Linked DNA regions of Danio rerio: region 2 is linked to region 1. Evidence: chromatin contacts called from public HiChIP or PLAC-seq data. All regions are on one chromosome and are shown on one strand. Each heading gives the region's core, a stretch centred on a gene start, on an enhancer-like site or on the middle of the called end of the contact. The rest is flanking DNA. Distances are from core to core; before and after follow the strand shown. Region 1 holds the start of cers2a (ceramide synthase 2a). Region 2 holds the start of celf3a (cugbp, Elav-like family member 3a).

The links. HiChIP or PLAC-seq counts read pairs in DNA pulled down with a chosen protein or histone mark.
Region 2: a contact with region 1 is called in an H3K4me3 HiChIP or PLAC-seq map of gastrula embryo, with 2.2 times the contacts expected there. The contact joins the promoter of celf3a here to the promoter of cers2a in region 1. A contact is called at or near these places in 2 of 4 datasets of contacts at active chromatin or transcription factors (embryo and gastrula embryo).

What each region holds. Positions count from the first base shown.
Region 1 is chr19:9,870,926-9,874,390 of GRCz12tu, forward strand. It overlaps cers2a (ceramide synthase 2a), which reads right to left and starts at 1,778. Exons shown (of 11, transcript NM_153671.2): 1 at 1,320-1,778.
Region 2 is chr19:9,938,939-9,942,403 of GRCz12tu, forward strand. It overlaps celf3a (cugbp, Elav-like family member 3a), which reads right to left and starts at 1,862. Exons shown (of 14, transcript NM_131494.2): 1 at 1,786-1,862.

The DNA.
Region 1 (3,465 bases), core at 528-3,027:
CACACACACACACACATATATATATATATATATATATATATATATATATATATATATATATATATATATATATATATATATAAATAACTCAACCTAGAATCTTTTATAAAATCTTCCAATTACATAATCTTCAGAAAGACACAAAGTAGGTCCCTTTATTAAATACTGTTAAATTCTTCATTTAGGAAGCTGGTAGTTAACAAAAACAGTGTCGTTTTAAAATGTCCAAGTCATTCAGTCAATTATTAAGTAGGAAAAAATCAGACTTTACATTTCTGTTTCATTGATTGCATTTAATAAGCAATAAAATCACTGTGGGCCGGTTTGCAATGGAAAAACTTCACTATTTTGAGCAAGGTAGGACCCCAAAATTATTCTGCTTAGGGCCCCCAAATGTACAGGGCTGGCCTTGGTTAATTGTAAATACATACACATTTATACTGCCCTGCAGCAGGGCAAATGATACAACATTACAGAGGTTAGGCGGACATTTGGCTAACATTATAACAATGTTCTATTGCTGTTAAAAACGATCCTGGCTAACCGAGAAAATAGACGGTCTGAGATCCACAAGTTTTTAGCACGTTATACACTATATACTTCATGACGTCACATAAGACTCCCTTCAAAAGCCCTCGAGCATAACACGAGACGACAATCACAAGTTGGTAAATTGTGTTTACAGCGATACACTGAGTAAATTAAATATCCACCCGTTTCAACGTTGTGTATATACAAAAGTACATACAAGAAAAGTTAGTCTTTTAAAACAACAGTTTACATTAAATTACTTTGAGAACCGTCGTCTTTTAGCGTCAAAACAGCTGGAACTGTAAATAATAAGCTTTGCTAGACTGGTTGTCTGCACACGATCAACTACAAAAACGAATCCCCAAATTTTCACTCGACTAAAACATCCGCGAGCCGCTTTCAAACACGGAACCCGCCCCTAAAAACCACTGGAGTGAAAACATTGACACTTTTTTCTTAATTCTCGATGGGTCTTGGCGTATACCTAACATCAATAACAAGTTATTGTGGATATTTGTTCGTAGCCGTGTCATAATCACAACAGTGCATACTTCACATCACGCGCGCTACGAAATGTTAGTATGTAACGTTACTTCCAGTCGGCTGATCCCAGTGTAGGCCGTACACATCAAACAGCTGACTTCCAGAAGCGCCCGTTCGATACAAAACAAATCAACACTTCAAAAATTCAAGAAATACGAGTATATGATAACACGCTATAAGGAAGTGACAGTACAACAACACACTGAGGTGCAGGAACGAGCACGGCTGCGTATAACGGTACTTACTTTCAGGAGTAGTGCGAAGCACAAGGGTGTGAGCGCGAGATGAGATGAGATGGGTTTAGCAAAGGTGCATGAAAGTGCGTGTAAACTCGCGGTTATTCAGGGCAATCTGTACAATTTTGTGCGTTCTTCATAATCCATAACCCTTTCCGTCTGCATCGTTGTCTTAAATCCCCGTGACAGATGAAAAACGCCAAGGGAAGTTTGGCGTTAGAGATGACGTTAAAACTCTTCCACTTTTTTTTGTTTGTCCTCCGCCTCGTTCACTGCTGCTTTTAACCGTATGCTTTTAGTTTTCATCCACACAGCCCAGATTATAAACTTTTCCCGACACTTTTCGCTTCACATGTCCGAGTTGAAAATGTCTAGACGTACTTTTGCCGGGTGTGTTTGGAGGCGAATCGAGTCATGAAAGACTGAAGAGGAGGGCCAAATAAAAAACACTGAGCTGCTGTGCGAGACTAAAATCTGAAGGGCGGGGCGCAGGCTATTTAAGGTGACGTTTAACCGCATGCGAGTTATGACGTTTTATGGATGACGAAACCTTTGAGGAAGCTTTGTTGACTGTGTAAATGACCGCTGTAAGTGAATAGGGGTGACGTCCATGGTGAACAAACGATGTTTAAGATATAATACCTGAAGAAGTATAACTGGGTTTTAAAGGGATAGTTCACCCAAAAGTGAAAAATGTAGGGTGAATTCAGGTAATCTGGGACACTTCACTTTTTGCAATTTTGACTTCAGCTCTCTATTTCAATGCCTGACTAAGGTAAATAGTACAACGTATTAGACTTCTCTGAAATCCCTAAAATGTTTTCGTACTTACCACATAATATAGACATAAACATGACATAAATATACCGAGAAGTGTGTGAGTTTGTGTACAGAACATTGTACATCTCTGTAGCATCTCTTTAGCTAGCTGGTTTAGCTTCTAGCTGTTATCAATTTATGCTATATTTATTACCTCCAGTTGTCCACATTAACATCCATTTCTCATTATGGCATATATTAGCCCTTGTCGTTAAACTTATAAAGTTTCTAAATGCCTATTTCTCCCATTCGAAGACAGTCACACATTATCAATCCTATCTGATGATGTGGGACAACAAAAAATGTTCGAAATAAAAAAACAGCAACACTTTAATACACATTTTGTTACTTGACTAGGTATGGAACTAAATTAATGTCCAAAGTATTGAAATAAAAAGATTATTGAGTAGCACAAACTAAAAAAATAATAATAATACATTGAATTAACAACTGCTTGCATTTTAATGAGCTGCTAGGGTTTGTAATTTTAGGTTCTGAAATTTAACACAGCTGTTTATTTAAGCTGTGAATATTTCAACTAAAAATATTTCAAACACGTTTTCATACTTAAAAATTCAATAATTCTTGTTCAATTTCCAGATTTCACTTACAAAATATTCAGTAGGGGTGAAAAATACGAAGCATAATGTTCAAAAGGTAATTTTCAGTTTATGTTATTTCAGTTAAAAAATTTGCTTCCATAAATTCAGAGGATAAATTTCGGCTCCTAAAATTTGACATTACATCCATGAACTGCAGGAAAAGCAATAGATTGCAGATTGACAATCTCCAGCTGCTTTTTCACTAGCAGGTGGGCCAATTTGAGATGTTTAAACCAGTAAATAAGTGAGGAAAAAAGCTAATAACAGCACAACAGTAGCATTTATTATTGTAAATGTCAAATTTTAACAGCCGAATTTGATCCACTGAATTCATGGAAGCAAATTTTTTTACAGAAATAAAGTGAAATGAAAATTTTCTTTTGAATATTATACATGAAATCTGGAAATTGAACAAGAATTCTTACATTTTTAAGCATGAAAATGTGTTTGAAATATCTTTAGCTCAAATATATTTAGCTGTGTTAAATTTTAGGACCTAAAATCACAAACCCTGCCAATGCAAGTCATTAAAATGCAAGCATTTGTTAATTCAATGTATTATTTTTTTGAGTTTGTGCTTTTCGATAAGCTTTTTATTTTAATGCTTTTGGCATTGATTGGGTTCCATAACTAGATCCCAAACAAAATTTGACAACAATTCGGAACATCGTCTAACGTGTGACAGGTTTGTGTCCTTAACATGAATCCAGTCAGAATCCTACAGCATGTCATTG
Region 2 (3,465 bases), core at 612-3,111, 68 kb after region 1:
AATGAACCTTATTGTAAAGTGTGACCAATTAAAGTGAGAAAAGAATAGCTGAAATAATTGTTTAACATTGTTGAGGATAATAAAGACGTCAATACAGCTCATGCTATCACTCAAATGTCACACACATAATTCGATTCTTCGTAGATCATATGACATAAAGTGAGGTTTTAGTTCTCAAACAAGCCATTTTTGTTTATTAAAACAATCCAATATGAACTTTTTGGGCTTCTTTTTCCACAGAATATTAAAATAAAATGGATTTTCTGCTCCACTTTAAAGCAACAGCTACTTAATATAGCCTTAGGAACCAAAGAAAAATATTTTTGGGTGAACTATCCTCTTAAGAATGAAAGGCTAATCACAATTTAATATACAAATTAAAGCATGAAAAGAGTTCCTAAATTAATTGTTTAACACAGTGATGTCAATACAGCTTTGTCATGCTATCACCGAAACACAATTCTTTGTAGACCATATAAACAAACATTTTTGTTTGTATGTGAAATGTAGCTAAAAAAGTGAACAGGGCATTGTTTGTTTTGTCAATTTACACATGATAACGATCAAGTTATACAGCTATAGGCTACTGTTGCTCTTTCTGCTTGTTAGAACATCAAATATGCACTGTATTCATTCATTAATCTAACATTTTCTTCCCTTTAACATCCTCAACACCCTTTTCTAAATCAAAACACAACGTTCGGCGTTGCTATACTTCAAGAACGCAAGACCAGATCACAATTTAATATGCAAATTTATGCAAGGAGGACCACCAATCGCCGTTCGGTTCGCCAGAATTACAATCTCCTGTGTCTGAATGGCAAACATTCTCACACAATGGGAGACCTTACGTTTCTTTACACGAATACAATTTAATAAACACCTTAAACTAAATTAATAAGCTAAAAACACATCGTGAATGGAAGCTCTGATTGGGTAAAGCTGAATTAATGGCATGATATGAGGAAGAACAATAATGATTACAGTGGTGCTTTGAAATGTCAAACTTCACAGCAGATCTGTAGCGTATATCGTCAAATAGCATGTCTATATAATTGTATAGATCTATAAATAGCCTATTAATGACACGTTTTAAATTCTATAAATATTTCTATTTTAAGATATAACATAGGACAAAAACACTATGTAGGAGGTTATTCAATTGCAATATTAGAACAAAGAAACTTGTGTTGCGAGCTCTGGCAACAGAACACATTATAAGTGAACGCAATGAAATGCAATGCATATAAATATTGACGTATATCCCCCATTGCTTCTTTGTTTAATCCACACTGGAGGCTCAGGCGTATGTGGCTCTTTGTCACGACACTAACTGCACATACGCACATACATGCGAGAGAACAAAAACATGCGAGTGCACATGCAACTTCACGCCTTTAAATCGAAAAGAAGTTTAATCAGATCCTCCGAGCTATGTGTGCAAGGGCGACATTTGCTCTCGTTTCCTTCCCTCTCTCTCTCCATCTCTCAGTCTATCTCTCTCTTTAGTTAATCCCATGGGGATGTTTGTTTATTTGCTGTCTTTCAGCCTGGTTGTAGAATATGGTGTGCTTTTTATTCTACGTGCACAAGTAAATGGAGCCGATGGAGAGCGAACGGTTTGGACGCGAACCGCTGTGCGTTCAACTAAATCCGTGCATCTGTCACCCTTGAATCGCCTTGGGTTTTTTTGTCTCCCCGTGCCCTCTCAAATATCTCCTGTTGACTAGAATGCATGCATGGATCAATACGAGCACAGATGCGAGTCAAATGCATTTCACTCACGTTTTGATGCAGAGGCAAAGGAAAGAAGATGCTGTGTAATTCTGTCGGCTGTATTCACGGTGTTGACACTCCGTATAACCCGTAGCTTTTGACGTCGAAAGCCGGTGTCCCCCTCCTGTCCATCTCCTGTCCTCCCTCGGGGTGTGGAAACCGTGATGCTTACTCGGATTAAGGGAGCGTCGATATTTTCCTCTCACTAAAGTCGCTACTTCTTTTGGAGGGGGAGGCTGTCAAACAGGAACAGCTGTCCTTTTCATTTCACAGTCATACTATGCCATCTTTATTGCTCTTCATGAAGTCTTTATATCTTGAGACTTACGCTTCATAATGCATTTATTTTAATATCGCATTAAGGCAAAACTAATTAAGCTTATTATACATTGTTTTACTATATACTGCTGGATAATGGGATGCACAGCTAGTGTTTTTCAGCCTACGATGAACTTCCGGTTAGAGCTTTGTGTGACTATTTTCAATTTCATACGGTTCCTTTGATGTTGTAATGTAGTTCAAATACAATCAGTTAAATAGACGCAAGCATCCACTTGGTTTTTTACTCGTAAAAAGAGAGGAAAGACCATTTAAATGCAGGCACCGTCGTTTGCAGCAGGCTATCGCAGAAATTCCATTGAAAGAACTGGGGTAAAATTAATTTCCATATTTGAAAGACATAGCGTGGAAAATTTTTATTTATTGCAGGTCTTCTTGTTTGGTTTGATAACCACTTTATACCGTATCTCAGCCAGGCAGTGAAGATAAAGGTTTTTTCTTTATAGAAATCTGATTTTATATGGGATGACGATTAACCGGAAGTACAGGGGCTGGCTAACTGAAATTAAAAGTCTGTGTGCATATACCCCATTTAAGTATTATAACCTTAGATAGTGATATTCGATGGCATGTTTTATTGGAGAAAAAATAGTCATAAATAATAAAAAAAAAAATTACAACAAAAAAAAAGTAATTTGTCCATTTGCATAAAATAAATAAATTGATATCAAACACTCTACCACAAACAATTCATTAATTATTAATCAATTATATTAATATCAACAAAACATTTTTTTCCTGAAAAACCATAGGCCAGAAGAAATATAAATCATAAAATTAGTATATCTTTTTTATTTATAAAATAAAGCTCGCAATTGTATTACTGTTGGTGACACCATGGCTCAGTGGTTAGCACTGTTGCCTCACAGCAACAAGGGAGCTGGTTTAAGTCCTGGCTGGACCGGTTGGCATTTCTGTGTAGAGTTTGCATGTTCTCCCCATGTTTGCGTGGGTTTGCTCTGGGTGCTCCGGTTTCCTTCACAGTCAAAAGACATGGGCTATAGGTGAATTGAATAAACTAAATTAGCCAGTGTATCTGTGACTGAGTGTGCATGGGTGTTTCCCAGTACTGGGTTGCGACTGGAATTAGGGGCATCTACTGCATACAACATATGTCGAAAATGTTGGCAGTTCATTCCACAGTGGCGACATCAGAAATAGAAACTAAGCCAAAGGAAAATGAATGAAACATTTTTATTTCTGAAGAACCATAAGCCAGAAGAAATATGAATAAATGAAAATAGTACATCTTTATTTTTACATATGAATAAAGCTCATAATTGTAATCATATTACTAAAATATTGTTGCATGTTAAAAAAATGGAAACAACCTATTTTATTCTTGATTAC